2 separate regions of the Zea mays genome follow, and region 2 is linked to region 1. A link is a contact called in public Hi-C data. All regions are on one chromosome and are shown on one strand. The core of a region is the stretch at or near the end of the contact, and the rest is flanking DNA. Distances in the headings are between cores, read along the strand shown.

The links. A called contact is a pair of places that touch in the nucleus more often than the background predicts.
Region 2: a Hi-C map of leaf shows a contact between it and region 1, with 2.6 times the contacts expected there. The contact joins the promoter of LOC107126292 here to the promoter of LOC100381521 in region 1. A contact is called at or near these places in 2 of 25 Hi-C or Micro-C datasets (leaf and tassel).

The regions. Positions count from the first base shown.
Region 1 is chr2:190,714,967-190,722,205 of Zm-B73-REFERENCE-NAM-5.0, forward strand. It overlaps LOC100381521 (Protein disulfide-isomerase like 2-2), which reads right to left and starts at 3,347. Exons shown (of 9, transcript NM_001361438.1): 1 at 3,186-3,347; 2 at 2,934-3,092; 3 at 1,596-1,709; 4 at 348-529; 5 at 1-80. The coding sequence starts at 3,305. It overlaps LOC103647476 (protein HVA22), which reads right to left. Exons shown (of 5, transcript XM_035965417.1): 1 at 6,872-7,239; 2 at 6,741-6,767; 3 at 6,502-6,624; 4 at 6,187-6,364; 5 at 5,616-6,053. The coding sequence starts at 6,918. The coding sequence ends at 6,024.
Region 2 is chr2:190,968,678-190,975,916 of Zm-B73-REFERENCE-NAM-5.0, forward strand. It overlaps LOC107126292, which reads right to left and starts at 3,186. Exons shown (of 5, transcript NM_001319091.1): 1 at 2,936-3,186; 2 at 2,773-2,861; 3 at 2,444-2,603; 4 at 1,585-1,854; 5 at 786-1,400. The coding sequence starts at 3,131. The coding sequence ends at 1,096.

The DNA of each region.
Region 1 (7,239 bases), core at 2,097-4,596:
CATGGCCTAGCTTCACTTGGCCCTTCAAGTTCTTCGCAGCCTTTTTCCATTCAGGTGCCAATTTCTTGCAGTGCCCACACCTGAACAAAAGCATATGTCAAACTTATGAAGCCCCTACAATAAATGAAGAGTGTACTAGAACATATAATGGCAATGGAAAATCATAAGATAAATAAACATAAAATTGAGGAGAATGCCCTAAAATACTAGCTGTGCGAGATTACATAATTTTACACAACTTAACGCAACCTTTTTTTTTTACTTCTATATTTGGGAAAATGGTAATAGAGAATGTAGAATAACCCAAGTTATATGATAAAACAATATGAGTACAGCAAGCCTCATACCATGGCGCAAAGAATTCCACAATCCAAATGTCCTTGCTTTTGACAACGAGTTCATCGAAGTTACGCGAATTTAATTCTACTGATGCACTTGGTTCATTTTTCTCACTTGAACCTCCAGATGTCTTGCCATTTGACCCTGCTGATGCCTTACCACTCAACCTATCTCTAAGAAGGGCCTTGACCTGTGAATAACAGAACACACACATAATTAGAGCAATGCATTGACTGCCTCAATGCCTACTAGAGAAGAACTTCATATGTTTGAGGCATTGGTTAGGACTTAGGACAGACATTTTTTTTAAATGACATAAAGAGCACAATGAAGAACTTAACCACAAAACTATTTCCATCCAATAGAAAGATGGCAGTTGTTTTGCACACTAAGACCCAAGTCATTCTTACGAGCTACTGAAATTAAATATTTTGCGAAAAGCGTAGACTGCTTAAGAAGAACCTTGACCTCTGAATAGCAGAACACACACAGAACTAGAGGAATGCATTGACTGCCTCAACGCCTATTAGATAAGAACTTTGAATGTCCGAGGCATATCCCAGTCATTTTTTAAAAGACTTAGGCTCCGTTTGGTTTGGGGTGACTAAAGTTTAGTGACTAAAGTTTAGTCACTTTTAGTCCCTAAAGAAGTAAACATGATGACTAAATTGGGTGACTAAACTTTAGTCCTTTAGTCACCAAGGGGATGACTAAAAAAGACTAAAGTAGTATTTTTACCTTATTTGCCCTCTCCACTTTCTTATTATAGCAAACATCCATTAATTAATAAGGGTAAAACAGTCATTATTCACAGCAATTAATGCTCTTTAGTCCGGTTTAGTCACTGGAAACAAACGGCGTACTTTAGCGACTAAACTTTAGTCACTAAAATTTAGTCTATTGACTAAAGGAACCAAACAGGGCCTTAAACATCACAATCAAGAATTCAACCACAAAACTACTTTCATACTATAAATATAGCAGTTGTTTTCTTAGTACACTAAGATTGAAAGTAAATAAGTCACTGGAGCTAAATGGTTTCCGAAAAGCATACTGCCTAGGCTTTGCACAAAGCATTAAATGTGTTCAGCAAAAAGGGACAGCAAAAGCATAACTGCATAAGTCATACCTACGACCTAGTACATATTAAAAGTGACTGAAATGCATCCAATATTCCAATGAACAAACAGAAGAAAAATAATGGCCATCTAAGTAGCAAAATAATGGCCATCTAAGTAGCATTTGATGCAACAAACCTGTGACAGAGCAAACTCTACGATTGGCTTTACATCTCTTGCTCCTTGATAATCGACTGGAGATTTACCAGGGGAAAACACCTTAATAGTGGGAAATCCCTTGATTCCGTATTCCTGCAAAAAAACATCATGCATTCAGAATCAACTAAACTGATAGCATTGCAAGGACAGATCTATAGATGAAAATTATGCAAGTCAGATCAAATTTGTGGCTGTCAGTTTCACATTACATGAGTCCAGAGGACTATTTGGGGAAGTGAAACAGAAAATTTATCAAACCCAAAGTATAAAAGAAGGTATCCTAATTTGTGGTCATTTTACCAGAATCAGTTTCATTGTTTCAATCATATTGTTCACCCTGAGTTACTACCGGGTCTTCTTTGTTGTCCCACAGGGAGAACCACTTATTGCATCCGACAACAGTTTGTTATGGCTATTTCATTATATGTGTGTTTGAGTCACATTAGCAATAAGCCATTGTCAAAACATTAACAAAATACTCAAACCATCATAGGCACTAAAATAATATAAAATTCTAGCCAATGCATTGACAATTCGACATGCAAGTTCATAACTAACAGTAGCCAAAAGTCAAAACCACTCACAAACTGCTATTTATAATAGTTTAACTAAAGGAACCTATAATAAAGTTTGCTACACATATGGTGGTTTCATTAATAGTAATGGAACAGGGATTTTACCCCTCCCCCCTCCCTCTTAGGGCTGGTTTGGCGATAAGGAAATTGGAGGAGATCCATGGGGAGGAAATCCCTTCCTATCCCCCATAACTTAAATCCCCTCCGGTATTACCGGGGATTGAAGAGAAAATTAGCTTAATTTTCCCCTCAATCCCCGGAAATTCCGGAGGGGATTTAAGTTTCTAAAGTAACCCTAAAACAACTTTCTGTGCAGAATCGCCATATTTCACTCTCTTACTTGTCATACAACAGATCCGTGTGCATAACAAAAATGGCATGAGTTCTAACTTATGCAAGTTCCTAAACTTTAAGCAAACACTAAAAAATAATCTAGATGCAATAAATACCAATAAATTTACCATTCCTAGACATAAACCACCAGATAAGTGTGACACTGCACTCTGGAGATCGGAACAAATTAATAAAACCTGTCCCCATCCCCAGTTTAGCATCTGGATATGGAATCCAACTATTGGTATGACACTACACATTAGGCTAGGGAATTATCACCTAATGCGACCAAACTAACTTACAATCGCAGCAAGTGAGCCGATATCACTCCATTGAACATTCAGATCAACTCGCACGCCCGTGGACGAATTACAGGGAAACAAGAGGGTGAATGAGGAGGCACACTCACCTGCGCGAGCGCCTGCTGCGCATCAGCATCGAGCGCTGCGACCGTGGCGACGCCCTTGAGCACACCGGCAGCCTTCTCCCAGGTGGGGGCCAACTGCTTGCAGTGCCCGCACCACGGCGCGAAGAACTCAACCAGCACCACGCGGTTCGAGTTCAGCACCTGCAACAAGGGCGATACGCGCCACACTGCTCAGAAAGAACCTAATGGAGGCGCCGATCTGGTGGCTGAGGGGCAGTGTGAGTCAGGCGATACCTTCGATTTGAAGTTGTTGGAGTTGAGCTGGAGGACGGGGGAGCCGGATGAGTAGAGTGCGGCGGCCGTGGAGGCGGCCGCTGCCACTAGAAGGAGGGCAGCGAGGACGGCGGGACGCATGGCGGAGCGGGGGAGCGGGAGGGATCAAACGGCAGTGGCGAGTGGCGACTAGCCATCGGGTTTCGCCGTGGTGCTGAGATTTAAAGCCTGGGCTGGGTCCTCGCGAAGAGACGGACGCGTGTGAAGACCTATCAATGATCTCCACGTTTGATGTTCGTCCACGTAGGAGTGGCTTCTCTTCTTGGCGCGAGCGCGACTCACGTGGTCGTTGGACCATTTGGAGCGGACTCTGGCCGGAGCATCGCTATTTTGAGTCTGCACAAAATATGATCCCAGTAGGCCTTTTGAAGGAAAGGGCGCAAATAATGTTAAGAAATAAAGGAAGAGATAGATTACTTCCACGTTATCGTCCACATCATCAATTTATATACAGTAAAAAAATATCGTAAGCATCTAGCGGTGAAGAATAACAAGATCTACAGCTTATAGCCTTTTCATCTCTCTCTTCTAAAGGGATGCGTTGTCATCCATTCACCGTATATAAATATGCAATGATCATTCTCTATGCCTTTGCGACATTCCATCTACATGTTATTAGCATGCTCTTTCATGAGCGAAAGAACCCTGACACAAGAATGGAGTTATCTCCTAACACAAAATTTAACAAAAGAAAGATTCATATTTAACAAAAGATTCTCCCAATGCCTCGGTTTCAACATCGTGTCCAAGGCTTAAATGGTCAAATCTGATTTGATAGCCTCGTTAAGCAAACCAACACTATGCATATAAATGTCCAATATATACCATGTTAGATTAAAATAATCAAAGTTACTTTGCTTTAATAGATCTACCAACTGATTATTATAATATTTATAGACACAACAATTGTAAGGACGTCAAAATAAACTTTTGATTCTTCAGAGCGAACCTACCCTATCAACATTTAACATGGAACAAAACTGAAAAATAAAACATCATAGATAATCCTATTAAATGCAAGATAGTATGACTCTTTTATCATGCATGGTGATCTCCATCATCAAGTCACGATTATGGCTATTAGTTGTTATATTTGAGCATACATTCACAATATTTCCTATAAAACTGGCTTTAAGCTAGCTGTCCAGACTGTTGCAGCTGCAATTTATAGAGACCAAATATCGTAAAAAAGTAGAAGTCGTTTCTAAATAAGCCACGACGAACAGGATACATTGTTTACAAATGACTGTCGCAGACATTCCAAATGGTCACATCAATGAGATAGCTATGCAAATCTAATCAAATTGATCAAATCAAGTCGATTCCGATACATTTGAAATGCCTCTATTTTTATTGTCGTGTGAGATAGAACGATAATAGTACATCCAAATCAGATCTATTATCTTTCTCAACGTGAAAGATACATGCACTGCTAACCATGGTACGACATGTTGTGCGAGTGGACAGGAGGGAAAGTGAACTATTTTTATACTTTGATGGTGATTTTAGACAGTAAGGGCATGTTGTGCGAGTGGTCAGGATTGAAACCGAACTAATCTTATGCATTGATGGTGATTTTAGCCAGTAAGGGCAAACAAGCTATGCGACTATACCGATAAATACCTAAATACCTTGTTCGTTCCAGTTTGCGCTACAACCAAAGCAAAGAAGATCCAATCCACTACGCATATTGCATATATGCAAACTATCTTGATAAATATACTAGCATATCTAACATGTTTAACTTGGAAGTAGAGAATCATGGATCGTTCACAATAGACGCGTTGCCCAACGAAAGAAGAATGTGTTGATATAGTGGAAGTAGTTGAATGTCCTCGCGTTCACCCGTCCTCCACATGTTCATCGTGGATCAACGCCACAACACCAACAGCAGTGTATCCACGATATCCATACGTGCGGAGATGAAACACTGCAACGTTGGTGTGTGAACAAGAGAAACGCCGCGCGACATAAAATTATCACTCAAGCATGCTAGATCACTCCGTATATAGACTCATGCTGGTGTGTTTTTACCCTAAAAGTATGTTAGTATTGTCCTAGATCATGATTGTCTCTTGGATTCATAAGCAACAAAAAGTATTGTCCTCAGCGTGATGGCGTGATCAAACAGATCATGTTCATTGTATATGCTTGTGTTGATATTATTACTCTGGGCCTATACTCGCCTCCATATATATAGCTACGATGTGATTTCCATTTGTTTGATTCCACTCTAATTCGAGAATCGTGTTGCTCGAACTAGTAGGCAATTGGTGGATCTTAGGTAGGTTATATATATGGGTGCGGATCTTTAGGGCATATGGTAAGATATCCAATAGGATTCAGCAATTATATAAGATAGGACATGGTTAGTAAGGACTGGACGATTAGTTGATTGTAATATCTTGTTTCCATCTTTCTTTATTACCGCTGGGCGGGGATCATATCCAAACAAACCATGCATATACACATACGAGCCTGTCACCTGTCAGTGCACAAGCAATCCAATATTCGGAATGTTTCAGCAATAAGCAATACACAGTTACGCAATCATCTCTGCTGAAATTTATTCGTTACAAAGGAACTCCTCCAGCTGAAGAATCAGGCCCATGTGAATTAGGACGAGCCTAGTGGAGTGACGATGTCCAAGTCAAGTGCTCTCTCGAGATGGTAGCTTACGACCGAGAAACGGATCGCGCGGCCGTCCTGCGCAGTTCAGGTGACGGCAGACAACGAACCGCGTTGGCGCAGTTCAGTTTTCTTCTCGGAAGAACCACGGCGTGTAGATTCTCGGGGCTCTCAGCTGTGCACGCCATGACGATGCTCAGCCTGCGCGTTCGGCAAACAAGCGCCGCGAGACAGGCAGAGAGAGAGAAGCTGCTTAGCCGGCGTCCGCGTGAGCGATCGAAGCAATCCGCAAAAGAGGCGCGGCGCGGACACACACGCACGCACATACACATACCTGGAAGACGTGCGGCACGTGGTCGGCGGCGTGGCCGTGGTGGTGACCGCGCAGACTCACCCCGTTCTTCCTCAGCTGCTCCCTGACGAACCTGTCGTAGATGAAGGACGCGCCCCTGAAGTGCGGCAGGACCAGCCACGCCGCCAGCAGCAGCTTCGCCTCGTACCGCAGCGGTATCCTGCCAAAAGCAATAAGGAAGGAGCATGCATGCGTATGTTTCAGCCAAAAACTAACCCGCATTACGCTAGCTGCAGGGCAGAGAGAAGAAGAAGAAGAAGAAGCAGCAGCAGCAGCAGCGAAGACCAAGTTACCAACCAGTAGAGGACATGCTCGGCCGCCATTTCGAAGAGGGTGATGAAGGAGTAGATTATCCAGTAGGCCAGCCACTGCTCGTCGTCCACCCTGGTCGCGCTCTCCATCGCGCAGATCGACGCGTACCTGATGTGTATCCACGTAACGTCATCAACATCTTAATTAGCTTGCACGTAGTACACACGTGTAGTATGATTAGTTACGCCATTGCTAGCCTAGAGCTTCTCTGTTTGACCACTTACAGAGGGTATATCAGAGTGAGACTCGGCCTGCACACAAGAGAAACGAGAAGAACATGAGCGATGGAGATCGAGGTCACTAATTAATCGGAGGATGGAGACAGGATGAGCAAGCAAGCTAGCAAGCATTTTACCCTGCGAGAGCGTGGAGGTGGGTGATGAGCGCCCATGTTTTACCCATCTTCCTGTTCCGACCCCGCACCAAATAAACTTGATCGCGATTCGAAAGAGATGGTACGTAGCTAGATTCAGTAGGGGATGCAAGTGCAACGGGGAAGCCTATTGTTTTGGGGGCTTTATACCGGCCGTGTGACGACGACGGTGACCATGAGACGTGCCCGGAGGACGATGGCACCGCATCGGGTGCCTAGCTTGGACGTGGCGTCCAAGGCAGGCGGGTCGCGCCCTCGCCCGACCAGATCGCCACCGGCTCGAATCGCTTTGCGTGGTGAAACTGAAAATGCCAGCCCTGCTCCCCGCCCTCCCGCTCCCGGACCACGGC
Region 2 (7,239 bases), core at 1,936-4,435, 250 kb after region 1:
ATACAAGACACAAACAAAAAGATCAAATCCTCTCCCAAGTCCGGAATCACTCCAACCAAATAAGTGACTAGAGAGAGACATTTGTGTTCATTTAAGCTCTTGCGCTTGGATTGCTTTTCTTCTTCCTTCTTTCTTGTGCTCAGCTCACTTGTAATCAAAATAAGAGACACCAATTGTGTGGTGGTCCTTGTAGTGGACTTAGTGTCCCCATTTGATTGAGAAGACAAGCTCACTCGGTCTAGGTGACCGTTTGAGAGAGGGAAAGGGTTGAAAGAGACCCGGTCTTTGTGACCACCTCAACGGGGAGTAGGTTTCCAAGAACCGAACCTCGGTAAAACAAATCACCGCGTCATCCATTCTTATTTGCTTGTGATTTGTTTTCGCCCTCTCTTTTGGACTCGCTTATATTTCTAACGCTAACTCCGGCTTGTAGTTGTGCTTAAGTTTATAATTTTTAGATTCCGCCTATTCACCCCCCTCTAGACGTCTTTCAGCAATTCACGTGCCAGAACCCTGATTTATAGTTTTGTTTTTCCTCCTTAATCGTTTGACCTTCTCTTGTGCCCATTTAGATCTTGCTGGTTCTTGTGGTTTTTATCTTTTTTATGTGTTTCCCCGTTTCGTCGTTTTTCGGTTCTCTTTACCTTTGTTTCCCTTTTCTTTTCTTTGGGGTTGACCTCTGAGGTTTTTATACGGGGTTTTATCTCTAGCATACCCAACGTGCTTGGACAAAAAGACTTTGTTGTTGTTGTTGTATGGTGGCTGGCAGGCCCCACGCTGGCTGTGCAGACAAAAGGAAAGCTAGTTGCCTCCAGCAGCCGTACCACAACCTGTTTATTTACAAGCTCCGTGGCCCCGTGCCAAACAATGGCAGCTAGATTCAGTTCCTGATCAAAAGTTCGGTTGCAGTTCGTCGGTGCAGTGCAGGGGGGGACTGGTAGATAGCAGAGATTTTATTGGTACGATTTACAGGTTGTGCGCTCATAATTTACATTATTACACACGGAATCGCGACTCGGAGGTCGAGTCACCACTGCCGGCCCCGGCGCGGCGGCTACACCTAATCCTACTACATTCCTACGTCGCCATGACTCACTAGCCTCGCGTCCTTATGATGGTTATGGAGCCGCGCCCGGGGGTGTGCAGGCGCGTGAAGCCGGCGACGGCCTTGCCCGAGATGCCCGGCTGGTCCGCGGACACGCGCGGCGCGCACGCGAACTCGCCCACGGGGTGCCGCACCGGCCGCGCCGGCCGCATCAGGACGCGCGCGTTGATGTCCGCCAGCGTCGCGCCGCCGTCCAGGCCGTCGGGCTTCAGCAGCGCGAACGGACGCACCACCACCACGCCCGCGCCCTTCCGCCGCTTGCCGCCGCCGCTCTCGGCCGACGCCTGCTCCGACTCTGCCGATCGAGGACAGCACGTACGACGTGCCAAGCAGCAAAGCGCGGGTTAGCTTAGCGATTAGCACGAGGTGCCGTGTCAAACTGTCAACTCAACTCCCCGGCCAGCCCGGTGCCTGCTGCCTGCGAGAATTCCGCACGCGCGGCGCGAGTGACAACTGACAAGACGAGCGAGACCCCGCACCTTCGCGTGTCGCGGCACGTTTCAGAGAGGGGCCGCAGGTCCTCGGAAGCGGCGGGGCCCGCGCAGGCCCCCGCGCGGCGCCCCGCCCCGGAAGCGGCAGGCCGGTCCCGGCCCCGGCGGCGCGCGGGTCCCCGCGGCAGCTGGAGGAGGACGAGCTGGGCAGGGGCTCCGCCTCTGTGGCGGGGGCCTGCTGCTGGAACGCCGCTCTCTCCGCTGCCGGCGCGGGACCCGCCGAGAAAATCGAGCTCAAGGCCTGGTCATCATCATCACCTGCACGACAGCAGGAGAGGTTCATCGGCCGGGTTTAAAATTGGAGAGCGAGTGACGAAGAAGATTATACACGCACTATATGACTAATATACTAGTAGTAGAATCTTGGGCAGGCTGGCCGCACCACTATCTAAACACGTAGAACCCAAATCTTTCTTCTTTTTTTCTTCTTCAAAAGACGCGCCCGCCCGTGTCGCCTGCCTGGTGATTGTGCGCGCGGCTTGCAAGTCAGACGCGGGCATCATGCTCGTTTACATGTACTCCAGTGCAAAGTTGCCACTGCATAATACTCAATCTAGCATTCATGATTGTTTTAAACAATCCATGCATCCATCATGGGGCCTTGACAGTAACGTGACGCTAAACCTAGCTCTCTGCGACCTGACTTGTCCTCTGCCTCCATTGGACCCAGAACAACCCACCATCCATGGCGTGGCGATGTACTTGGCGCGGGCCGCGGGGCCAACAAGACCTAAAAAATTAACTAACAGGTCCCGTCGTGTCCGTTTGCAGACAAACCCGACGAAACTGGGTCGATTTCAGAGTGGGGAGCGGAGGAGGAGGGTTGGATTCAAACGGGGGCGCTCACAGTGAATTGTGAAGGAGTCGGTGGGGGTGCGGTAGCCCTGCTCGTGCGTGGCGCTGGCGCAGGCGCAGCTGGAATTGAAGGCGGCCTCCTCCTCCTCCTGCTGCGCCTTGAGCGGCGGCTCGCCCACGTCGCCGTCGTGGCAGCCCGCGTCCCAGAAGTTCTGCAAGGGGACACCCAACGACAACAACGAGAGAGCTTTGATGAGCTAGCGGTGGCTCAGTGGTAAGAATTCAGCTCTGGCTGCTACTGTTACTGTTAGTGCTAATGCTAAGAGGTTGGGTGGTCTGTTTGGTCTCCTCTTCCGGAGCGTCGTGATGTGACGCACGCACCAGGAGAAGGTCGTCCAGCTCCCCGGGGATCGCGACGGCCACGCCGTGCGCCGACGGCGGCGGCGGCGGGGCCGGCTCCATGGCTGCGACTGCGAGTGCAAAGGGCATAAATAAGCGACGACCAGGTAATTAATCCGGGCAAAGAAAGGTCATCATCACGTACAGAGCGGGAAGAGGTCATGGACGTCGGCGGCGAGGAGGCCGAAGCAGCCGAACGGTGCCGACTGCTCCCACCCGCTACTGCTGCAGCTGTAGTCGTCGAAGCAGGTGCTGGTGGTGGTCGTACTGGCGACGGGCATCCCCATCGTGTGGAGCGGCCACGCCTGCCTCCCCTCCATCAGCTGCACCCCTTTCTCCATGGCTCGTCGGCCTTGCTGCAGCGGCAGCAGGGGGGGGAGCTGAGGACGTGAATCGTGAGGCAGACAGAGTGTGGAGAGTGGACTGGGTGAGAGTCAGAGAGAGAGGCCGGGTGCTGCTGGAGAGTGGAGACAAGGCAGAGAGCTTGGCGTGCTTAAATAGCAGGGCTTTTTCGCCGGGGCGTGGAAAGCAAAAGCATACACCGGACCGGACTAGCAGGTCAAGACCACACTACGCTACTCCTGGCCTCCCGTTCTAACACACGCCTCTGTTACTGTGCAGCTGTGTCACTTGTTTTTATTTATACTCAGCCCGCGCGCTGACGCTTGCTTGCTTCCTGTACGTACTTTCGTTTGCCTTTGCTGGCTGGGCTGGGGCGACTTGTTGGGCGCGGCCAGGGGGGAGGAAAAAAGAAAAGATACGGGTGGGGCTGAGTAGACGAGACGACAGACGAGTTCAAAGTCCAAGCGAAAGCAAAAGGGGATGAGGGTGGTTGAGCGCAGGGGAGCTCTTTCTCGTGATTCGTTATGTTCTTCCGCACCTTTGATCTCCTTCCGGTTTGCTTGAGTGAGATCTCCTCTCCTTTCTCTTTCTTTCTTTAAACGGTTGGTTCGTCGTCGATGCCTCCTATTGTTGAGTGAAATCTCTGCCCCTAGCGATTCTTTTACTTGTCTTTGTACAATTGTACTAACCATTCGCTCTCCGGCTCAAAAGTCTCCTCCAGTATGACCTTCGCCGTTTCCTTGTTGCTGATCTTCGCCGTTTCATGAGTAACATCACGGGGGACTGCAGTCTGCAAGTCTGTTATGGTTATTGCGCCTCCATTTTTATTTTTATTTTACGTTTCGTGTCAGTTACGGGTAGGTCAAAGCCCGGTGCTGGTACCTGGTAGCCGTTGCTCTAGTGAGGTCACTGATCTGTGGGTGAACGATGAAAAAGGGTGGGCGGACCAGCGGAGTGTAGGAGCAGCGGCTTCATCAGTTTTTTTTCCTCTCCCTGGCCTGATGAGGCCGGAGCCGGACGAGGAAACGCCAGCACCCAGCAGGCACAGGCCCAAAAATACCTGCCCCGAAAAGACAGTAGCAGATTTTTTTTAAAAAAAATTCCGAGCCCGCATTTCTTAAATAATTGACTTGCAGTCGTGGTTAAGCAGGAGGTGGACATGCCTGTCGTGTAGACGTAACAATATGGTACCAATAAGTGGCGAAGCCAGAGCAAAATTAAGGATAGTGCATTTGACTTGTGGATGCATAGAAATTTATTTTACCAGTGTATATATGGTGAAATTTTAACCAATTCTATATATTTTGTGGGGGTGCATTTGCATCCGCTACCTATAGTGTAGCTTCGCCCCTTGTACCAATGTAACACACAGAATCACAGCGGAAAATAACTAACTCAGAGTGCTAACTGTGAAACATATGTATCATGGGTACCCAGATGAGCCTAAGAACCCAGTCGTGTGGGCCCATAAACTCCGCTACGGATTAGAAGAACAGATATTAAAAACAATATATCTCAGTTGAATAAATGATAATGTTGTAAATACAGGGACTTAGGTATGACTCAGTAACAAACTCGGTTAAGCGCTGAGTAGATTGATTTTATATAGTAATCTCAAATAACATAAACTAATCGCCTATTTAGTATCAACACTATATGCTAATAAGGATTTTACATAACAAATCAAGTTGACTCGCTCTTTTTACTAGCAATACAAGCAGGCTCAGCTCGAGTCGTTTCTAGCGTCGAGCCGCTCCGAGTCTGAGTCGGCTCGTGGAGTTCGAGTTTTTTTTTCTAGCCCTAATAATGATAGGGAATCGTCTTGCTCCTGCCTTAGAGACGTTTTAGGGAATGCCGGAAGACTCTTATATGCTTTTCTCGGTTTGTAAGCTCATGGGAATGTCAAGTCGACATCAAACCACACTTACTATCCACCTGATTAGTTGTCCGCATCGCTTTATCCTGAATCACTGAATGTGTTGACTTTATCTGAACGTATGTTTGATTGCCTATATATAGGCGCGGGCTATAGAAAACAAATCATTTGAAGATCAATTGCCTGCATTCGCTCGTACCGCCAAAACGTCCGGCCAGCCTTGGGGGAGCGTGGCTGCACATGCACATGAACCAATCAACCGGTATATGCATTGATAGAGGGGAAAATGTTTTACGATAATTCGAAAGTATGGCTTTTTTGGGACCCTACTGATATGGGCCCGCCTCTGGACAAAATTGAAGCACGGTGAAAACTATACTCAGCAATTCAGCATCAGCAAAGTCACAAGCTCTTGACCGGTCCCATGCCCGGAGTGCAGGTTCACCACTTCACCGGTCACCTACCACCTGCCGTGGTCGTCCGTTCTGGAAGGCTGAAACTGCATTGGGGCCTGGGCCTCGCGTACCGGCCTACCAACAGTGTACAACACTGCTGGTACTCGGACAGTCGCAAAAATCTTCTACCAGCGAGCCAGAGACACAGGGAGACCTCTTACACTATACAGTAGCATTTTTAAAAAAAACGAAATTGAATATGTACAGGAAAACTAGCTTTTTTCCTTCGGAGAAAGGACGAGAAAGTACTGCAGAGAGAGCCCAATGTTGCGACGAAAAGACGTACAATTTCAGTGCAGACAGTATCTCTGCCTTTTCTCCCTTTTCCGTCACTTTTGGAGCCTGATTTCCCCACAAATCACGGCCGCTGAGCTTTTCCATTGTACCCATACCCATTTGCCTTTTACCTCAGTCAGTCTAGACGTCTAATCTCAAGCTCATAGAATGAGGTCTGTTTGATCCCAAGAACTAATAATTAGCTAAAAATAGCTTTAGTGGATCCAGGCACTCCGGCTAATGACTCAATTAATAGGTTAGAATAAACAATCTATTAATAAAACCTTATTAAGCATTACTGTTCAGCTAAGTATTGGCAACTACTATTAGTTGGTGAATCACTCAGCTAATAGCCCTGTTAGTATGAAAAATAATTGCTCTCTCCATACTGCAGTATGAGGATCTACAGTTTAGATTTGTTCAGAAATATAAGGTTTTTTAGATACTCCACTCTCTATATCTCCTCTGTCTTCTTTTGCAAAAAAATATATATATTAAGGTTCCTTTTAAATTTGGTGTCATCTAAATCAGTAAACAATAATTAAGGAAAATAACGAGCGAACTACTCCCTGCATGTTAATTAGTAAGGGATAAGGTAATCTTTTCCTAAACTCTTTGTTTGTCTAAAAGGCACTTGGATACTTTGTATTTTGGGACGTAGAGAGCAGTTGACTCATTATAGCTAGTAGCTATATATAACACCTAGCTGGATTTTAAAATTCTAAGGCCTTATTTGGTTGCGTATGAATCGGAGATGGTTGATGAGATTAAATATTTTTTCTATTCAATTTCGACTAGTAAGAGATTTAATCATTTTTGGTCAATTCTTCTAACCGAACATGACAACAAATCTCAAGGCGGACACACCACTGACCACTGAGGCTACAATTTCACGTAACAAATTTGAATTTTGGCATCAAGTTTTGTTATCGTACTAAATCCAGCGAACTTGAACTTGGATATCCAGAGATATAGGGCTCAGAAACAAATCCAGCGGGTGCACCTGGATAGATCCAAGAAAACAACACCATGTCATCTCTTCGCTTACTGCAAGATAGACAACTCATCTTCTTCTAGTAGTACTAAATGAGGCACTACCGCCCCTTTTATTTTGTCCATCCTCTTTGACTATGCCGACAATAATAGCCAGATCGACCAAGGTTGGCTATGCGGCATTGTTGCTGTTTCGATGATTGGACGCCAAATTAAAGGAGCAAGCTATGCTATATATAGCTGCTAGGGTCTGTTTTCAGATGAGATGTAAATTGTCCTCGTGGCTCAGTACCGATGGATGGTCACCATTTTTGCATGCCACTGTGTTCTATTTTTGAATAACGCAACCAAAAGGCGCTGCCGCGGACCAGACAAATCATGGCGAACTTGTACCACCGAAAATGTGAAACAAAGTTCCTTGCCAGAGCTTACCAACTTTTTACCATGTCGTGCCATACAAGTTCTGGCAAAAAATTAAATTTTGTGCACCTTCGTTTGCAGCCTTTA